Linked DNA regions of Macaca mulatta: all the other regions are linked to region 1. The links are chromatin contacts, called in public Hi-C maps. All regions are on one chromosome and are shown on one strand. Each heading gives the region's core, a stretch centred on a gene start, on an enhancer-like site or on the middle of the called end of the contact. The rest is flanking DNA. Distances are from core to core; before and after follow the strand shown. Region 1 holds the start of NFKBIA (NFKB inhibitor alpha). Region 2 holds the start of FAM177A1 (family with sequence similarity 177 member A1). Region 3 holds the start of PPP2R3C (protein phosphatase 2 regulatory subunit B''gamma).

Region 1 (2,558 bases), core at 28-2,527:
GTGCTGCTCCTCCTGGACAGGCGGGTGGGGAGGACTGGCAAATAGCAGAGACTCCAGGTGGGTCACAAAGACCTCACCAAATCAGTGGAATTTCCTTCACTCTCTAGGATGTGGGCTGACGTGAAGTAAAAGGTGAGGGTGAATAATGCCCAGTGGCCCTGAATTCAGAAAGGATCTGGGGTGACTTTGCTACATCAGTTCCATCCCAGAGTTAGAGAGCCCGGGCCAGGCAAGCGGCGCACCTGCTGCAGGTTGTTCTGGAAGTTGAGGAAGGCCAGGTCTCCCTTCACCTGGCGGATCACTTCCATGGTCAGTGCCTTTTCTTCATGGATGATGGCCAAGTGCAGAAACCTGTGGGGAAGAGAGGGAAAAACCCCAGGGGTGGTGAGTGCACCGCGTGGGGCCCAGGGAGGCGCGGGCTGCGGGGGATTGCGCAAGGCCGGGGTTTCTGGAGGCCGAGGCCGCGGTGTTTTCCGCGAGGTTATTATGAGCTGAGTGTTCCTGGCAGGCGCCCAGGGACTTTCCGCCCCCCTCCCCCCGCGGCCCCGGCGGGCGCCGGCCAGACCGCCCCGCCCTCCCGCCAGCTCGGAACGCCCTGTACTTCCCCTCCCGGCTGCTCGGCGCCCGCCAGCGGCCAGAAACGCCTTATGCAACCGGGGACTTCGCGTCCCAGCTGCCGCCCCGCCCCCGGCCTAGAGGACAGGCCTGGGGGGAGGGGGCGTGTGGCGACGCTGCCGTCCACCAGGGCCCAGCCGCCGCCCCTCCGAGTCGGGCCGGTGCCCCGCGCGGCCCTGCAGCCCTGCAGCGTTCGGGGCGGTGCAGGAGCCCCGGGGCGCCGCGGCGCCAGCCCGGCTGCATCGCTAGTTCCCCAGGTCGGGCTCCAGGCCCGGCGTCTCCCACTCCCCGGCCGCGCGCATCCGGCCCTCCCGAGGACCCCCGGCTCCGGGTCTGCGCCACTTACGAGTCCCCGTCCTCGGTGAGCTGCTGCTTCCAGGGCTCCGCGCCGCGCGGCACCTCCTGCGGCTCGAGGCGGATCTCCTGCAGCTCCTTGACCATCTGCTCGTACTCCTCATCCTTCATGGAGTCCAGGCCGCTGTCGTGGCGGTCGTCCAGCAGTCGTTCCTTCTTCAGCCCGTCGCGGGGACCCTCCATGGCCCACTCCTGGGGGCGCTCGGCCGCCTGGAACATGGCGCGGGCGAGCTGCGGGCGCTGCTGCGGGTGCGCTGGGCCGCGGGCTGCGCGCTGCTTCCTCGCTAGGGCGCTGGCGGGCGGGACGGCGGCACGGGCTGGTGTGGGCTCTGCAGCGCCGCCGCGGCGCCCTATAAACGCTGGCTGGGGATTTCTCTGGGGCGGGGTCAGGCGCGGGGAATTTCCAAGCCAGTCAGACCAGAAAAGAGAACTGGCTTCGTCCTTTGCTAGGGGGAAAAAGAAGCCTAAACCCTGAGCTGGGGTTCGTCGGAGAAACTCCCTGCGATGAGCCACTGGGGTCACGGACAGGGAACTTTTTGATGAGTGCCAAGTGGCTGGAAAGTCCTTCCGACCAGGCCCCCTTCCCCGCGGTACTTCCCTGCAGCCTGCACCCTGTAATCCTGTCTCTCTGCAAGTGAACCTTCTTTCCCTGGGGTTTCCCACGATCGATTTGAATTGGGGTCGTCGGCTGCTGAGATCCCAAGGACGCCGACATGATGGGCGGTCCCTCTTTGGGGTTTGCCAACCTGCCGGTCCTTTCCGTTTTTTGATCTTTTGAAAACGCAAGAGTGGAAATGATGGCTGGGCGTAGGGATTTTCTTTCCCCAGACTTCTAAGGGGAAGGACGCACTGTGGTTATGGGGCTGCAGGCCGCTCTTGTGTTTCTGCTAATATCAGGCTCATTGCAGAACGGGGACGTTTAGCTTCGCGCCCTTCCTCCCCTACCCCCCACGCACCTCTGCCAGGTAGAACTGTGAAAGCTTTGGAGGAGTGGAAAGCCTAAATCTTTGGAAAACTCTCAAATCACTTCCAATCACTTCCTAGGGATGAACAGCCTTGTTGAGTGGGGGAGGGGCAAACTCTCCCTGTATGGGGAAACTGCTGAATAGGACCATGATTTTTTTTTTTCCCCCCAAGTAAAGCAAGGTGTTAATCTTTGTAGTGGTGGTTGTGGATACCTTGCAATAACAGAGTAGCTATTGTGTTCATAAGTAGCTGTTGCATTCATGCTATCTGACCTACATTGTGCTGCCGCAGAGAATGGATCCTGAGCCTACTTCTGGGCATCTAAACTGAGCAATTCGAGGAGCACTTAGAGAAGGAGGCTGAAGAATGAGTTTAGTTAGTGCCTTAACCGCGATTGGACCTTAAGGACCGCTAAGAAAGTAGTTGCCAGTCATCCTGCAGGAGGCTCAAGGCAGCCCCATCCTCCCATCCTGCCCCCCCCCCGCCTTGCTCCCTCGTCCTGGGGGATAGTAGCAGTTGGACCCATTCATGCCACCCAGGTAGAAAGGGGTTTTGGCTCACTATGCTCTGGTTTCACCTGCAGAAATGTAATTTATGCTCTCCATCCCACCTCCACCTCCAAG
Region 2 (2,558 bases), core at 36-2,535, 360 kb before region 1:
TTCTTTTTGTTTTCAATTTATGGCCGAATTTGGTTTTGCTGTTTTGGATTGTCTCAACTCCCTGCTAATGACACCATACAGTCAGATCATGCACTAACTTGTTTACTTCAGCAGCAACCTAACTTGATTTTGTTACCAGGATACAGAGCATTATGCATTTCCAACTAGTTTTTAAAGTGTAGATGGTTTTCAAATGATTGTTTTAAAAATTTTTGTTTTTGTTTTTAGGTTCTAGTTATACAAAGGATAGGAAGTGTACAAGAACATTAGGCAGAGGATAAGGAGACGAACTTTGGCACAGAAGAGAGAGCAATATTTAATATTTGGGCCTGCTGTTGCTATGATGAAAAACATTTATGAGGTCATATAACTAGGGAGCATTTCTGAATTAAGACTGGTATGAAAATGGAATTTAAAGTATCAAATGAAGGCTCCCATAGCCAAAATAATATATGTTTTGGTTTTGACCCCCACGTATTTGTGAAAATGGTCATGCTAAAACAACAATAAACCACGTACCTGCAGAACCTCAGACTTGTTTGATGTTGAAGTCATGCAGTAATTGCATGATTTTTTACTTTGGTTGAACATTGAGAAAGACGGAAAAAATCTGGGATGCACACGACTTTAAGACACAGATAACACTCCTTACGTTTGTCAAGATGGAAGCTTACTACTGCCCTTTGCTCTCCTTCAGGTCTTTTCACTTAACATTTTCTACAGTTATACTTAAGTATTTCAGACAAGAATAAGCAAAAATCACGCCTGGGGCTCTTCTTTGAGGGTATTTTGGCTGGACTGTCACCCACGTTAGGAATGGAAAGTGCAGCACAAGCCGTACATTTTACATTTTCAGCAACCACATCCGATCACTAGCTTTTGAAGTACGACACAGCTGTCCTCATTTTACAAATAAAGAAACCGAGGTCCTGCCGGGGTGACTGCCCCGGACGCAGCTGGTGGGGGGCTGCGCCGAGGTCCAGACGCCAGGCTTCAGGTACACGTACCAGGAATGACGTCACAGGCGGTGCCAGGCGGGGATCCACGAGCTCCGGATGCGTGCTTGGCCGGAAGCGACGCCTCGCAAAGCCCCGCCCCGCCCCGCGCGAGCCGGTAGTTGCGCCTCCCAGACTGCAGTCGGCCAGGTCTCGGGGTGCGAGGCCGGGCAGGCTAGGCGAGGCGCGGGCCGGCCACGCCCCTCAGGCCGGCCCCACCCCTCAAGGCCCGCTAGTACCTTTCCCAGAGACTTGGCTGGGCGCGGCGCGAGGCGGGCGCTGCGGTGAGTCCCAGTTCCCGACAGCCGGGCTCGGCCAGCGACTGGGCGGGGAGGCCGAGGATGGAAGTGGGCTTATCGGCCATTACCCTCTTTCTCGCCAGCGCCAGCAGCCCTGTGGTGGCAACGACGATGGACCAGGAGCCAGTGGGCCGTGTGGAACGAGAAGCCGTCGCACCTTCGGGAGTTGCGGCCGCCGCGGCTTTTGGGGAATCTGCGGGGCAGGTAGGTGGGGCCGCCGACGCTGGCGTCCAGGGAGCCGAGCTGCCTCCTTGCCTTCTCCGCGGGCCGCTCTTTTGGCCTGCCCGGCCGTCCTCCGAGCAGGCCGCCCCCGTTTTGGAGTTCCTCCTCCCTGCACCCCTGTTTCTGCTCAGTGAGACCAGCTTGTGGGAAGGAGCGGCCTCCCACTCACTCACCAACCACTTGGCTGGCAGCACAGCAGACTCTGGGGCGGCCTTGGGTTCCGGGGGTGATAGTCCAGCTTCTGGTCTACCTGAGGAAGAAGGAAGGCGTGTCCCCCAAAGGCCGTCCTTGCAGTAGCTGGAAGCCAGGTGAGGGCGGCTTCAACCACTTCTCAGTCTCTTCTAGTGCGAGCGCCTGCCTTGGCATCTGCCCTTTGCTTGGCATATGCCAAACGTTTACCGGCCTTAATTCACTGAATTCTTACAGTAACCGCTCGAGGTGGGTGTTATCCCCATTTCACCCCCGAGGCAACTGAGGCTCCGTGCTGCGCTGTCCAACAGAAATAGAATGCAAGCTGCGTTGAAAATTGTGATTTCAAATTTTCCAGTAGCCACGTTTTAAAAAAAGTGAAACCGATGATAATAATTTTAATAGCATATCTTAATCTAATTTATCAAAAATTTCAAGCTATAATTACTATGAAAGTTATTTATTTATTTATTTATTTTTTGAGACGGAGTCTCACACTCTCCCGGGCTGAAGTGCAGTGGCGCGATCTCGGCTCATTGCAAGCTCAGCCTCCCAGGTTTACGCCATTCTTCTGCCTCAGCCTCCGGAGCAGCTGGGACTACAGGCGCCCGCCACCTCGCCCGGCTAACTTTTTTGTATTTTTAGTAGAGACGTGGTTTCACCGTGTTAGCCAGGATGGTCTCGATCTCCTGACCTTGTGATCCGCCCGCCTCGGACTCCCAAAGTGCTGGGATTACAGGCGTGAGCCACGGCGCCTGGCCCCTATGAAAGTTACTAATGGGCCGCGCGCGGTGGCTCAAGCCTGTAATCCCAGCACTTTGGGAGGCCGAGATGGGTGGATCACGAGGTCAGG
Region 3 (2,558 bases), core at 28-2,527, 280 kb before region 1:
GGAGGTAGGAAGACTGCCTGAGGCCAGGAATTCGAGACCAGCCCTATTAAAATAGCAAGACCTCACCGCTACTAAAAATAAAAAATTAGCGGATGTGGTGGCGTGTGCCTGTACTTCCAGCTGCTTAGGAGGCTGAGGTGGGAGGATCCTTTGAGCCCAGGAAATCGAGGTTGCAGCGAGACGTCACTGTGCTGCTGCACTCCAGCCTGGGCAACAGAGGGAGAGCCTGAATTAAAAAAAAAAAAAAAATAGTGTATCTAGGGAAACACAGATTGGCAGTTTGGAAGATGAAAATTGAATGTAGGAGAATGAACGTCCAGGAAAACACGGTAGACATGACCGAAACATCTACTTTAGCTTAGTGGACATGTACTAAAAGTGAGATAACTCGGCGGGGCGCGGCAGCTCACGACTGTAATTCCAGCACTTTGGGAGGCCGAGGTGGGTGGATCACGAGGTCAGGAGTTTGAAACCAGCCTGACCAATATGGTGAAACCCCGTCTCTACTAGAAATTAACCCGCCGTGGAGGCGCGCGCTTGTAGTTCCAGCTACTCGAGGCTGAGGAAGAAGAATCGCTTGAACCCGGGAGGCGGAGGCTGCAGTGAGCTGAGATGCTGCCACCGCATTCCAGCCAGCCTGGGCGACAGAGCAAGAGACTCCGTCTCAAAAAAAAAAAAAAAAAAAAAAGTGAGACAAGGTTCTGTTTTTCTCCAGCCACTTTCAACAGCCCTTAGTGCGGGTGTGGAATAGGAAAGCTAGATTTAACGAGGTTAGTTAATAAGCAATGTGAAGGAGAAAAATAAAAGGAAAAATGGATTATGAAATATAAAATGGATTAGGAGGGAAGCAAAAAGCGTGACAGTAAAAAGGCGGTAGGACAATTACAGGTCCTGGTGGGGTTGAGGCGTTGTTGGATCCGGGGTTCTAAGTTATTCTTCACAAGTTTAGATTAAGACCATGGAAGTCAGTGACTAAGGCTAAGTTTTTCGTTCCCCCAGACTCCGTCCCAGGAAAGTTTGGGTCAACCCTATCGGGATCCCTAAAGCACATTCCACTCCGCCTCCTTTGTCGCGAGGTTTCACAGAAGCGGAAAGTGCGGCTCCCCCTTGCTCCTCCTCCCCATCTCCCTCCTACCTCTAGGAGTTTAGGGCCGGGCCATCCCAACGGACGGCCCCTCCCAAAACTCACTGTTTGGACGGGTGTTGGGCGTCGCTAAGCGCCGACGAAGAACTTCTTTCCAGTCCATGGCCGACTCTCGCGCAGCAGCTTCTGCATTTGCTGTTTCCTACCTGCTCCACCCCTACCAACTCAGGCGTCAGCACCGCCAGGCCCCGTAAAGGTTAGGAAGGCCGCTCAACCACCATCTTGAACAAGGGCGGAAGTCTTGGCTAAAGAGGCAAAAACAATTACTGTCACTCCCGCGGAGAATACCGCTACCACGCTGACTGGGGCAAAGCTATGAAAGAGATGGAAAATGGTTCCCCTTCAGGAGGCGTCCCAAACTCACCAAGCCCGATTTTAAAAGGCAGGATAAGCCCGCGTTTTCCTTTATCGTGCGCCTTTGGCGCGTGCGCACCACGTGACTCAGAAGTTAATTGATTCCGGCTTGAGGGAAGCGCTTTCTTTCACAATTTCTTTTCATTGTTCATTGCGGATATCTGTAAGTCCTCCAGGTCCCCTGAATGTAGTAGACGCTTCCGCAGCCGTCTCTTACCCCTTTTGCCACAAAATGCTTCAAAATTGCCTTTTTTCCTCGCCGCCAGCCCAGGCGGAACGCCTAAGTCCGGGTCAGTCTCGTCAGTCGGCCGGGGCTGGCGCGGTGCATAGTGGGCACTGTAGTTCCCGCCGCGTTTATGGCCGCGTTAAGCCTGAGTGCCGCGTTGAGTTGTTGAATGAAGTGAACTTCGTTTGTCAGCGATAGGTACGCAGTCTAGGCAGCGCCCTTCCTGGATCTCTCTTCCTTTCCCGAGTCGTTGGCGCACCTGACTCGCCACCTCCTCCCTCCGCATCCCTCCATCGGAGGAGCTTTGCGGTCTTTGGAGAGTTATGCAGGGTGAGGGCCCCTAGACTTTGGCTTTCGCCGCTGTTGCTGGTGGGCTGGAGTTGGAGGCTCCTGGATACGGTTTTGGCTTTATACGCCCTTTCCAGCAAGCTTCCCGTGGGAATCTGTTCCTTTTCAGGACAACTGTGATCCACGTGAGTAAAACTGGGCGTTCCTTCTTGTGCTTTTTCCTCAGGTTCATGAACTGGAATGTAAGAGGCACCAGAGGATTCCTGCTCTGTCCCCTGGTTTGCGGCTTGCGACGTTGGACATCCCCGGATTGTTGTTTAATAGAGAAAACTCACCTGCCTTCTTGCTATTAAGTAACCCCAAAAGCAGAACTTTGATTTGTCTGTAAGGAAGAAACACAAATCTTCTTTTAAAAAGCTGCACTTCGACTCTCCACTGCCGACCACCAATCCCTTTAATTTTGCTATAGAAGAGGGTTTTTTTCCAACATCTCTCTCACTATCTGGTGCTGATCTCACTGCATAATGACTTTCTATTTGTTTGGTA

The links. A called contact is a pair of places that touch in the nucleus more often than the background predicts.
Region 2: a Hi-C map of CD4 T cells shows a contact between it and region 1, with 4 times the contacts expected there. The contact joins the promoter of FAM177A1 here to the promoter of NFKBIA in region 1. A contact is called at or near these places in 2 of 14 Hi-C or Micro-C datasets (CD4 T cells and liver).
Region 3: a contact with region 1 is called in a Hi-C map of fetal cortex germinal zone, with 2.8 times the contacts expected there. The contact joins the promoter of PPP2R3C here to the promoter of NFKBIA in region 1. A contact is called at or near these places in 5 of 14 Hi-C or Micro-C datasets (blood, cortical neurons, fetal cortex germinal zone and 2 more).

The regions. Positions count from the first base shown.
Region 1 is chr7:108,522,111-108,524,668 of T2T-MMU8v2.0, forward strand. NFKBIA (NFKB inhibitor alpha) reads right to left here and starts at 1,278. Exons shown (of 6, transcript NM_001257750.1): 1 at 962-1,278; 2 at 243-351. The coding sequence starts at 1,188.
Region 2 is chr7:108,163,123-108,165,680 of T2T-MMU8v2.0, forward strand. It overlaps FAM177A1 (family with sequence similarity 177 member A1), which reads left to right and starts at 1,286. Exons shown (of 5, transcript NM_001266493.1): 1 at 1,286-1,498. The coding sequence starts at 1,337.
Region 3 is chr7:108,241,100-108,243,657 of T2T-MMU8v2.0, forward strand. It overlaps PPP2R3C (protein phosphatase 2 regulatory subunit B''gamma), which reads right to left and starts at 1,278. Exons shown (of 14, transcript XM_077940897.1): 1 at 1,190-1,278. PRORP (protein only RNase P catalytic subunit) reads left to right here and starts at 1,529. Exons shown (of 9, transcript XR_013396186.1): 1 at 1,529-1,661; 2 at 2,239-2,558.